Regions from separate parts of the Macaca mulatta genome. Here region 2 is linked to region 1. A link is a contact called in public Hi-C data. All regions are on one chromosome and are shown on one strand. Each heading gives the region's core, a stretch centred on a gene start, on an enhancer-like site or on the middle of the called end of the contact. The rest is flanking DNA. Distances are from core to core; before and after follow the strand shown. Region 1 overlaps LOC144332644 (a long non-coding RNA gene). Region 2 overlaps SLC30A7 (solute carrier family 30 member 7).

Region 1 (6,128 bases), core at 28-2,527:
TACAGTAATGTTTACACATTCCAATGCAAAAGAACTGCAGAGCAAGCTAAATCTCGAATAATTTGTTAAGACTTATTCTATATTAGTAGATAAAACTTTGAGAGTAAATGAGACTATGCGATTGTTTTTTTCCAGCAAATTAAAATTCAGTTTAGAAGATGGAGGACATTTTTCAAAATTCTAGATAATAACAATAATATTGTGTATAAGAAAGTATTAGAATAAATGTAATGTTATATGAAATATATAACGAACAGTTCAGAGGTAGAAACTGTTGGGATATGAAATAATTACAGGAATTTGTATGCCTAATATGGAACTGAACTTGGACCTGCAAGACAGGAAATGAACTGAGGAGTCATAAAAGAGAGTACTTTACTTTTTTAAAAAACAAAACATATAATATTATTTTACCTACCCTCTTAGGACTGCTGAAAAAATTGCTATTGTTATTGAGGTATATTTTGAAAAAATATCTTACACTATTCAGCAGGAAGGTCTTTTTAAGCTAATCATGTTATAATGTTTGAAAAAAAACCTGTTTTTTTCCTTTAATTCAAGCCAATTAAATAATAAGAATCTCTTTCTTTGCAATTCTTTTATGCACTATTTACCCAGCACTGTTTCTCTAACTTTAGTTATACTTATTTGTCAAAGCAAATGTATAGATCAATTGATTTCTAGTTATTATACATGTGTTTCACCAATAAGAAATAAAGAGGTTATTGACTAATCAAAGTCAATCCAGTAATATTCAGCACGTCTAACTTGCATTTCAAAGCTTCACCATACTCAGAATATTATGGCGTGAGAATATGAAAGTGCAAACTCTAAGAATTAGGATCCTTAAATGAATAGTGGGATGTACAAAAGAGAGAAGAGTCTACTGTGAGCTGCATCTTCCAATTCCTTCAAATACAAATGTTTATACCAGGAAAACTCATGTGAATAAAATGCTTCATGCTGTCAAAGGGAAAAAGGAAGTTGCATAAGAATTGACTATTAAGGAAAGTTTCAAGATAGAAGCAAATTTAATGATAGAATGGCTCAGAAGTGGTTTAAGAATGTTTTATTTTTTAAAAGTAAAGCAACTAATTTTATTATCCTTAACAAACTCCCTAGGCCTTATCTATGTCTACCCAGAAATTTGCTATAAATACTTCAGTTTATAGAGATTGTCAAAAGAACTCCCACTCTTCCCACTACATAAGGGAGAAAGGGTAGATGTATGTCGGTCATACTGTGGGGAGGAGAGGGCAGGACGGGGGTGGCAGGTAGGTATTTGTGCCAAGAGACTGAGAACTTGTCCCAAAATAAATGCCTGGAAAAGATCCAAACTTTCAGTCATCAACATTCAGTCCCTTTGCCACACGAGCAAAAAGGAATAAAATACACAACAAAAGCAGACAAATTAAAAAGAGAATCCATCAGAGACCCAACAGAAATGGTTTCTTTTTAAAGTTGATTGAAGAAAAGGTCAAGGTCAGCTCATTACATATACCGATTATCCTTTTGATGATCTCAGGCTACAGCAGAAGCAATATAGAGCAATTACCTTAAACACTCATATAGGAAGTGGAGGAAAATATTGTTTATTAAGGTTGTTCATATTTGGGCTCCTCAGGAAACTGAATAATACTGAAATTTGAGTGCACTGGGGCATGAAAGCAAATGCAAACCGCATACTAAAACTTTCAGCTTGAACTAACTAGAGCACGCAAAGCAGCCATTGGGATTTTTCTGCCTGTGGATTTTTCAATCAGGCTTTATTATTTCAGTCAATGAATAGACTGCTTGATTTTCTGCAGGATGGAAATGATATCTTATTTGTTATCTATGTCCAGTGTATCAGTAACAATTAGAAGGATTGTTTCCCTGAACTCAGAGAGTGTTTTAAGTCATATATACTCCTTGTCTACTCTTCCTTTCAAAATCTCCTCCTTCCCAGATGTGGAAGTAAACATTACCTTATTGAATAAACAATAACATCTTCTTGATTCTCATGCCCTTCTCTCAGTTTTATAGATTTAAGTGTGAAAAGGACAGCCTGTAGTCTACAATGGGGATGGAAAATATTATTGATCACACTTGGTGGATAAAATGTTAAATAATATACTTTATGACAGATGAGGCTTTAAAAGATTGGTGAAGAATATGACACAAATCATAAAAGCTGGAAACCAGGAAGCTAGTGCACTGTCCAATTGTGTTACCTTGTACAGATGACACTTTCTGGGCCTCAGTTTTGTCATTTAAGAACCTGCTTTAAGGGTGGCTGTGAGTAACTACATGAGATTAATATCTTGAAACAAATACAGAACTGTATACAAAAGGCTGACATTGACTCTGTATTCTAATTTATTACTCATTAGTTAGCATGCAAAACAGTTTCTTACGAAGAGCATTAGATTCAGAATCTGAATGGAAACTTCTCTGGTCCTTATTTTATTTATCTATAAATAAGGGATAATGCCACATATGGTTTTTTTAGTAGAATGCTACTGGTAGAGGCCAGTTATTTGTGGCAAGCAACAGGTTTACAGGGATTCTCCTGGGAATTTCAGATTCAATGTCTGTGTTAGTTAAGATCAGGTTTTGCAGCAAATAACAGAAAACCCTCCAAAATGACAAATTAAAGAACATGGAAGTTTATTTTTGTCTCACAGGGATGTCTCAGAAGTGGTTCATGGCTGGCATGATGCTCCATGTTGTCAGGAACTCAGACTCCATTCATCTTGATGTTCTTTCCTGAAGGCTTCAACCTCACGGTCTCAACATGGCAACATCACATTCCAGAGGAGCAGAACAGGGAAAGGGTCAGAAGACAAGAGAGGAAAGGAACACACCTTGTTCTCTCCTGCTACTGGCTGTGCCTGGCTGCAGGCTAGAAATGCTGTGTCCATTGCAAATGGCCACACATCTGAGGCCCTATCACCATGGGAACAGCCACTGGGAGATAACTAGCAGCTGTTACCGTTTGTCATTTAATTATTTTAAGGTTAGAAACTTTTCCTTTTTGAATGTCTGAAAGAGAATGGCCTGAGAAATATGTTGGAAAAGTTAAATAAAGCTGCTTTGTGACTGTTTATCACTGTCTTTTTAATTTTGAAAAAGTAATCTCCAAGACTTCCAGGTTCCAATTTCACATTTAAGGAGCTGGGAAGTTGCCACTCAGTTCTAACAAGTAAAAGCTGAGCAAACTGAAAAATCAAGTCTTCTTGGGTCCATAAGAGAAGTGAGGTCACAGGGCAAACTGTTGCCCCCAGAATTAGCAAGATGGACAGGCAGATACAGAGAATCACAATATACTGGAGCAGAAACCTCCATTGGAGCCACTGCGGAGGTAGGAAAACCTAAACTAATTGATGAATTGCTGGAGGCTATGTGTAGACAAGGCTGAGAGATAAAAACTCTGGAAGACCTAGTCATAAGGGGACCACCATGCTTTTGTATGTTTTACCATCAGCAGCATGACCAGATTATCAGACTAACTATTGAAGAAAATTACATTGTGCTTCTGGCAGTAGGAAGGAAAGAAAAATCATTTTGATACGTGCCAGAGCACTCTGTTCTTAACAAGGTCTACTCTTAGGAGAAACTGTTTAACCAGAGCCACCTGCTGGGGTTTCGTCAGAGCCTAACTAACCTAAGGGAATTGAAAATAACTAACCCCAGCCTACTCTAGCTGTCCTATTTTACTTAAAAAGGGAAGGGCTAAGAAACAAGTGTGATATTCAGAGTCCAGAGAAATAGGCTTGCTAAAAGATAGAGACCTAATCATAGGACTATAGAAAGTTTCCCCTTTCCCAACACCTTATCACCGTATTAGTAAAGGCCTATTTACAGCACTTCCTTTTACCCAGTACACCATGTTCAGTTATCAAGAAAAAATTACAAGGCATACTCTTTCAGCCCACTTTGTATTGCTATAACAGAATACCTGAGACTAGGTAATTTACAATGAATAGGTATTTATTCAGCTCATGGTTTTAGGGGCTGGGAAGTCCAAGGTTGATGGGCAAATCTGACAAAGGACTTCTTGCTGTGTCAGCCCATGGAAGAATGGCAGAAATGCAAAAGAGCATGCAGGATTGGGAAGGGGGTCAACTTCATCCTTTTATCAGAAACCCACTCCTGCGATAACAGCATTAATTGTTTCATGAGGGCAAAGCCTTCATAACCTAATCACTTCTTAAAGATCCCGTCTCTCAACACTGTTGCAGTGGGGATTGTCTTTGTTTTGTGATGGCATGAAGGAATACCTGAGAATGGGTGCTTTAAAAGGAAAAGAGGTTGATTTAGCTCATGATTCTGTAGGCTGAGAAGTTTAAGGGCTTGGCCTTGACTCTGGTGAGGGCTTTCATGCTGTATCACAACATGGCAGAGAAGGTCAAAGGAGAAATGAACATGTACAAAAAGAAGGAAACCTGAGGGACGTCCTGGCTTTATAACAACCCACTCTCTCAGGAACTAAATCCATTCCCATGAGAACTCACTCCATGAGAACAGCATCATACGATTTGTGAGGAATCCATCTCCGTAACCCAACTATCTCCCACTAAGCCCTACTTCCCAATATTATCACACTCGGGGTCAAATTTCAACATAAGCTTTGGTGGTGACAAACAAACCGTATCTGTCACAGCAAGGAATAGGTTTCCAACACATGAACCTTGGGAAATATATTCAAACCATAGCATATACTAAAAGGCAAAAGCAAAGTTTGAAGAGACAGCAAGTATCAGAGCTTGGATATTCCCACTCTGTTCTAACAAGTAAAGAGCCAGACATGACAGGGATGTTAGAATTATCAGACAAATAATTTAAAACAACTGTGATTCACACCAAGGCCTATTGGGAGAGTTTGGGGCTAGGGGAAGGATAGCATTAGGAGAAATACGTAATGTAGATGATGGGTTAATGGGTGCAGGAAACCACCATGGCACGTGTATACCTATGTAACAAACCTGCACGTTCTGCACAGGTATCCCAGACCTTAAAGTATAAAAAAAAGAAGGAAAAAAACTGTGATTAAGATGCTAAGGGCTCCAAGGGATAAATTACACATGCAAGAGCAGATGGGCAATGTATGCAGAGAGATGGAAATTCAGAGAAATAGCCAAAAAGAAATGCTAGAAATAAAAAATACTTTAAGAGAAATTAAGAATACCTTTGATAAATTTATTAGTAGATTGGATATGGCTGAGGCAAGAATCTCTGGACTTGAGGATATATATCAAGAGAAACCTCCAAAACTAGAAAGAGAACAGAATGAAAAAAATTAAAGCAGAACAAAATATCTAAGAGCTGTGTGACAATTACAAAGATAGAAGATATGTATAATAAAAAATACAAGAAGAAGAAGAGAGACAAAACTACTATATACTGAATGTTTATATCTCCCCCAAATTCATATGTTGAAAGTTAATTGCCAATATGATGGTATATGGAGGTAGAGCTTTGGGGAGGTGATTAGGTCATAAGGATAAAACCCTCATTAATGGTATTAGTGTCCTTACAAAGGAGACCCCAGGTAGCTCTCTTGCCCCTTCCTTCATGTGAGGACACAGCAAACAGAAGGTTGTTAATGAACCAGGAAGTGGGCCCTCCTCAGATACCAGATCTACCCACGCCTTCATTATGGACATTTTAGATTCCAGAACTGTGAGAAACAAATGTTGTTTAAAAGCCTCCCAGGCTGTGGTACTCTTTTCTAGCAACCTGAATGAACTGAGACAGAAATTGGTACCTGGAAGTGGGGTGATGCTGTAATTAATATCTAAAAACACAGAAGCGACTTTTGAACTGGGGAATGGGTAAAGGCTGGAAAAGCTTGGAATGCATGCTAGAAAAAGCCTACATTGCTGGGAGCAGACCTTGAAAGGTGATTCTGGTGAGGTCGTGGTAAAAAAAAAAAAAAAAAAAACCAAACAGTGGTAGAGAAAGCCTCAACCTTCTTATTGCATGCCTAAGTAATTCTGAACAGAATATTGGTAGGAATATGGACTGTGAAGGTCATTCTGATGAAGTCTCAAAAAGAAGTGAGGCAGATGCTTTTGGAAACTGGAGGAGAGACTATCCTTGTTAGAAAGTGGTTAAAAAAAAAGTTGGCTGAATTGTGCTGTGTT
Region 2 (6,129 bases), core at 577-3,076, 170 kb after region 1:
ACTGACTTCCATTAAAAAACTTATGCTTGTTTAAAGTCCAAGTCAAAAATGTTGACTTACCATAGAGAAATTAGGCAAGAGACAGAATTTTAAAATTACACTACCCATAGAGGGCCAATTAACATTCTGGGAAATACATTCTCTCTATATATGAATGCTGATTGGGATCTGGTGTGTACATGCGTGTGCGCGCACGCGCACACACACACACACATACTCCCTCTCTATATATAGTCTCTCCCTCATACATATAAAGATAAATGCATAGTTTAGACACAGACTTTTTAAAAGAATTTTTCTTATGTGTTTCTCTGTACCTTGTTGTCATTTATTACCATTGAATTTAAGCCTTTGCTGACAACTTAGTTATCCAAAACTTAATATTGACTTAAAATGATGACTATACTATTATCTTTCATCTGAAACCTGTGAAATCTCTGATGCTGACCAAGCTTAACAATCTACATATAGTAGAAGTTCAGTAATTTTTTTAAATATGCCTAAAAATGATTGTAAAGAAATACTGCTAATAGTGGTTATGCGACCTCTGCGTGTTGTGATCCTAGTTTTTCTTTACTTCTTATGCTTTCCAGTATTTTCAAAATTTCTACCATGATCACATTTTATAATCAGAAAACTATTAAAAATTTTCTTACAAAGAATATGTCATATGCATAATACAAACAAAAATCTTATGAAAAACAAAATAAAACAAAACAAAAGAATCTCAGAATAAAAGAAAAAATCCAAAAGAAAACCCACAAAAATACTAACATGGGTCTCTTAAGGTAATTTTTTCCTTATGTTTTTCTATATTTTACCAAGTTTGTCAACATAATTATTACCATAATTTTAAAAAACTACTTTTAAATATGCAATTTCATTAAATCCTCAGCCTCTTTTCTAAATAGCCATATAGCATGTTCATGCTCTACCTGAAAACTGACCACCAACGGAAGGTACTGTCTTCCCTAGAGCACGATTAAGACGTGCTGACTCTCCTACACTCCAGTACTATTGGGGCTTGTGGTAAGGCAGATGTCCTTCTTGCTTGTCACTACCCCTATGTATCACAGTTCCTGCTACTTCTTCCCTACGGCACAGTTTCCTTAAGGCCCATGCCATTAGATCATTCCACCCTCTACCCATCTTGATTATCAGGGTTACAATTCTTGATTGTCCCCCTTCAGTCACTGAAAAATTTGGTAATGGGCTTATTATCTTTCCACCTCTACTCTTTCCATTACTCTTGATTTAAATTATCCATGTGGGCAATCCACCCAACACCAGGTCTCTATACGCTAAGCTATCTTCTGCCCCTATAATCACACCTTAGGCCTTAAGATCTCAATTCCAAGCATCTCATAATCTGAACAACCCTTCTTATTTCTGGATCACTTCCCCTAATACCTCTACTCTTAAAACTTCTTCCCAAACAGCGAAGATAGGGTCAGTGGATTAGACTGACCCTGTCTTAGGCCACTAAGTGGATTAGACCACTGAACCTAACACTTTTTTTTTAAGCATGTATCAATTACCTTTAAATCTTAATTTCTCACCACTCTAATCCCTGCCTTGCCCCTTTCTCACTGTTAGTACTCACCTGACAAAATCCCAAACCTGTTAAATCCAACTCTCTGTCTATTCCATACCTCTTACCAAGTAGCTGAACAAGACTGAAGAAAAACATACAACTATTCTGGTTGTGTTCACTTTAAATTCATGACCACAAACCTCAAATGGGCCCTCTGTGCTGCCAGGCAATCACACTGCTCCCCTTCACAGCAAAAGGTTTTGAAAAGGAGTTGACTTAGTTGCCATCTCCATTTCCTCCCCTCCCATTCTCTCTTGAAGCTACTCTGTCTGATCAGGCTTTCATTCTCATCGCTCTTCTTAGTCCCAGCAGCATTTAGCAGAGTTGATTAGTTCTTCCTGTTTAACAGGTTTCTTTACAAGCCTTCTGAAACAACAAATGGTTGTATCTTTCTTCCCACCTCGCTGGTCATTCCACTTTACTCTTCTTGGTTGCAACTGCCTCCTGACCACCCCCAGGGCTCAGTTCTCAGGCCTCCCCTCCTCTATCAATACTCGGTCTCAGGGCAAACTGTGTATTAAAGGCTTTAAATAACATATATAATCTGATGACACCCAAATTTCTATCTTCCACCCCAACCTGCTCCCTGAACTCCAGAGATGCAGATATATAAACATGTATCTACCACTCTCTGCCCTGCTCATTGCACTCCACTTACACTGCCCTTCTTGTCATCCTCATACCTGGCATGCTCCTGCCTGTGTGTTAATACTTGAAGTTCTCTCACCAGGGATATTCTTCCTCTGAGCAGTCCCATGTCCTTCTCCTCCACCATTTAGTCTCTGTTCCAATATTACCCTATGCAGAAGACTTTCCAAGCCCTTCTAAAATAGTATCTTCTTAGCCTACTCTATGGCATTTGTCACCAACTGACAGTCCATTATCTATTTGCATGTTCATTTGCTTTACTGACTGTCTCCATATCAAAATGTAATCTCCATGAAGGTAGGCCATTTGCCCATGTTGTTCACTGCCTGGCACAGAGTGGGTACTAAAACATTTGTTGAATTTTAAGATACATGAAACTTTTCTGTTATCTTCAAAGGGTGGGATTATGAGAACCTTTCAACAGGTAAGTTATACATTTCAGTGATGTTTGAAATTTTTACAGTAAAAATGTTGATATAGTTTAGATATGTGTGCCTGCCCAAATCTCATATTGAACTGTAATCCCCAATGCTGGAGGTGGGGCCTGGTGGGAGGTGTTTGGATCATGGGGATAGATCCCTCATGGCTTGGTGCTGTCTTCACAATAGTAAGTGAGTTCTTTCGAGATTTAGTCATTTAAAAATGTGTGGCATCTTCTCCCCATATCTGTTTCTCTTTCTCTCAAGATGCTACATGCCTGCTCTGCCTTCACCTTCCACCATGACTGTAAGCTTCCTGAGGCCTCCCCAGGAGCTAAGCAGACGCCAGCACTATGCTTTCTGTAACGCCTACAGAACTGTGAGCCAATACGACCTCTCTTCTTTATAGACTACCCAGTCTCAGGTGTATCTTTATAGCAATGCAAGAAATGACTAATACATATGTAATTGCGTATCAGAAAAACAAGAGCAAATAATAAAAATATTAAAGCTTAACAATAACAAAAAGGAATCCAATTATATGACCTGAAACTATGTATTCATGTAAGTTACAGAGAAGTTTATAAGTAGGTCAGTAGGACCTAGACAAGGATGACAAATAAGTTTTACCTTGGAAGCCAAGGTGGTTGCTTGAAGCACTATATTGAAAGGGCCCCTGACACTAAATCAGTTTTAGCAGGCAGGAGTACCATACTGAGGGATATTTTCCAGGAAAACAGAAGGGGTGGGAATAGTGGCATTCATGCTAGATGAATTCCGATGCCAGATGAATGCCACTCCATGACTTTAAATCCAGGTGTGGACTATTTTCAACCCTTTCTCTTCAGTTGGCTGCTTCCAAGAATGCCTATTTGTACACTCTTTGTCAATCTGAAATCTCCATATCAATGTCTGAGAGATCTCAAACTTACATCCAAAACAGAACTTTTGATCTACAGTCCCCTTTAAAAACAAAAACATTACCCCAGTCCCCTCTCTTTCAGTAATGACACCTCATTCACTCAGCTGCCCAGATAAAAACTCTAGAAACTATCCTTAATTCCCCTCTTTCACTCAGCCCTAACCCATACATTTATATTCTCAAGCAAATCTTGTTAGCTGTACCCCAAAGCATTTGCTAACTTTTCTGTGTCTCTCCATTTCTAAGGTTAGTACCTAAGACCAAGACACCATGGCCTCTCACCTGGTCCACTTTAATATAATAGCCTTCTAGCTGGTCTACCTGTTCTCACTTGTGCCCCCTTATAATCTATTATCCACACAGCAGCCAAAATCATTTTTTAAAATGAATACCCATATCGTGTCCCACTGCACTTGGAATAAAATCCAAACTCCTAACCCTAGGTAGTCTTCCCCAGTCTGTTTCTCCAACTTTATCTCAAACCACTCTCCTCTTACTGCCTAGGCTTCAGCCATGCTGGCCTCCTTTGAGTATCAAAACTGCTTTCACCACTAGGCTTTTCTACCAACTGATCCCTAGACTAGAATGTTCTTCCTCTGATAAGCTTTTCTTACGACAATAAGATCTCATGTTAAAGGCCCCTTCTTCAGAAGTCTTCCAGATCTACTCAATTTAAAGTGGCAACTCAGTCACTATCACATAATCCTATCTTAAATCTACACAATACAAGTAACTGTTTGGCATTTGAGCAATCTAATTTATCAATTTGTTTGTTGTCTCACTACCCTATTATAATATAGGATCAAGACAGTGAAGATCCTAAGAGTAAGTAGGCGAGAGGCCTACTTAATATTTAGTGAAGATGATTTGTGCAGTTTATAATGTGTGTCATATTCAGTAAAACAAGTTTACTTTGTGTGTCTGTGTGTGTTTATTTATTTATATTAGAGGAATAAATGAGTGAGAACAGAACTAAGTAAGAATTCCCAATTTGGAATTAAAGTAATTCTCTGAGGTTGAAAAAAACCCACAAATTTATTTTGATTCAAATTCAAAGGTACCTATATATATATTTTTTTTTTCACCAGGGAGAATTAGGTGCTGACTAAAACAATGAAAAAACAATTTGCCCTAATGGAGCTCGAGGGCAATAATAAACAGGCTATGGTAAGTAAATGCCATGAAAAGGGTACTACAGTATAAGGTGCTATACGTACACTTAACCAAACCTGGGAGGTAGAGAATCAGGAAATGCTTCCCAAAGAAATGCCATTTAAACTGAATCTGATCTAAAGGATGAGTAACTGTGGGAAGGGGTGGGGGTGTGGCAAGGAAGACATGAAGTATAAGAGTATTTTGAATAGAGGAAAGATGAGCAAAGCCCAGAATCCAGAGAGCTGACAACATACTCAGGGAACTAAAACTAATTTACTGTGGCTGAAGAGCAAAGTATGAATTGAGAAGTACTGAGAGAGACCAAAGAGGTCAACAAGGGTTATAGATCATGAAGCCTGTTAAGGAGTTCGGACTCTATCCTAAGGGTAAGAGTCATTAAAGGATTTAAATAATTTTTATATGTAATATAACCCTTATTAACAAAAGATAATTTTAGCCAATGTGAAGTGTTTAGAGGGAGACAGAAAGGTCAACCTTGAGATTGTTACAGTTTTCCAGGCAAGACATAATTGTAGCCAGAATTAGAATAGTAAGAGTGGAGACAATCAAAAGTGAATATTAAGATTCTACTCTAAGAAGTATTAGAAGCAGTTAAGTGAACACTAAAAGCACAAATACAGAGGTAGAGTTGTAACAGTGAATAAATTACCAGATTTCACAGAACATGGGACATCTAAGTTGAAATTTCAAGAAGGTACAGCAAGATTTCCAAAGAAGAAGAAAAGGCATTTTAAACTTTATGAAATCCTTTTATTTTCCTTTTTATATAGAGACAGGATCTTACTCTGTCACCCAGGCTGGAATGCAGGAGCACCATCATAGCTATCTGCAGCCTCAAACTCCTGGGCTCAAGAGATCCTCCTGCCTCAGCATCCCAAGTAGCCAAAGTGCTGGAATTATAGTTGTAAGCTACTGTGCTGAGCCTATAACAGACTTTTACGTAGCAGAGTTATTTCCCTGTTCAAATAATTAGAAAAAATTTAAAAATCATCTGTATGTTTAAAATGTATATCCTATTTTTTTAGGCAGAAGCTTTAAAAAAATCTCCATTTCTGACTCATCTTACATTATGATTTCATCATATTCTATTAAATCTATTCTAATAAACTATGAGCTATAAAAATCTTGAGTCTGGCCTCCAGCAGATCTTTGTCATCATTATAAAAGTTTTCCTGACAGTAAAATTACAATGAAAAAATAAAAATAGTCCAGTCAAGACATATACAGTGTATATGTAAATTTTTAAATAACTGAAGACTTTAAAATAATGGAACATATTGTTTTATCATTATAAACATTAGACCAATAATAAAATGTATCTCAGGATGAGTTAAACTTAAAAGATAACAACTGTACACTCTAATTCAGCA

Evidence for each region. A called contact is a pair of places that touch in the nucleus more often than the background predicts.
Region 2: a Hi-C map of CD4 T cells shows a contact between it and region 1, with 4 times the contacts expected there. The contact joins two enhancer-like sites. A contact is called at or near these places in 2 of 14 Hi-C or Micro-C datasets (CD4 T cells and blood).

Annotation. Positions count from the first base shown.
Region 1 is chr1:139,167,349-139,173,476 of T2T-MMU8v2.0, forward strand. LOC144332644 (a long non-coding RNA gene) reads left to right here. Exons shown (of 3, transcript XR_013400556.1): 3 at 2,667-2,785. Among named protein-coding and RNA genes, the nearest start is that of DPH5, 75 kb to the right of the region's middle. Within about 2 kb of position 1,278, at least 6 of the 40 cell types and tissues checked have an H3K27ac peak or open chromatin away from gene starts, as enhancers often do. A contact at or near this core is called in CD4 T cells, where this site is marked.
Region 2 is chr1:139,340,690-139,346,818 of T2T-MMU8v2.0, forward strand. All of the region lies in intron 8 of SLC30A7 (solute carrier family 30 member 7), which reads right to left. Among named protein-coding and RNA genes, the nearest start is that of SLC30A7, 30 kb to the right of the region's middle. Within about 2 kb of position 1,827, at least 5 of the 40 cell types and tissues checked have an H3K27ac peak or open chromatin away from gene starts, as enhancers often do. A contact at or near this core is called in CD4 T cells, where this site is marked.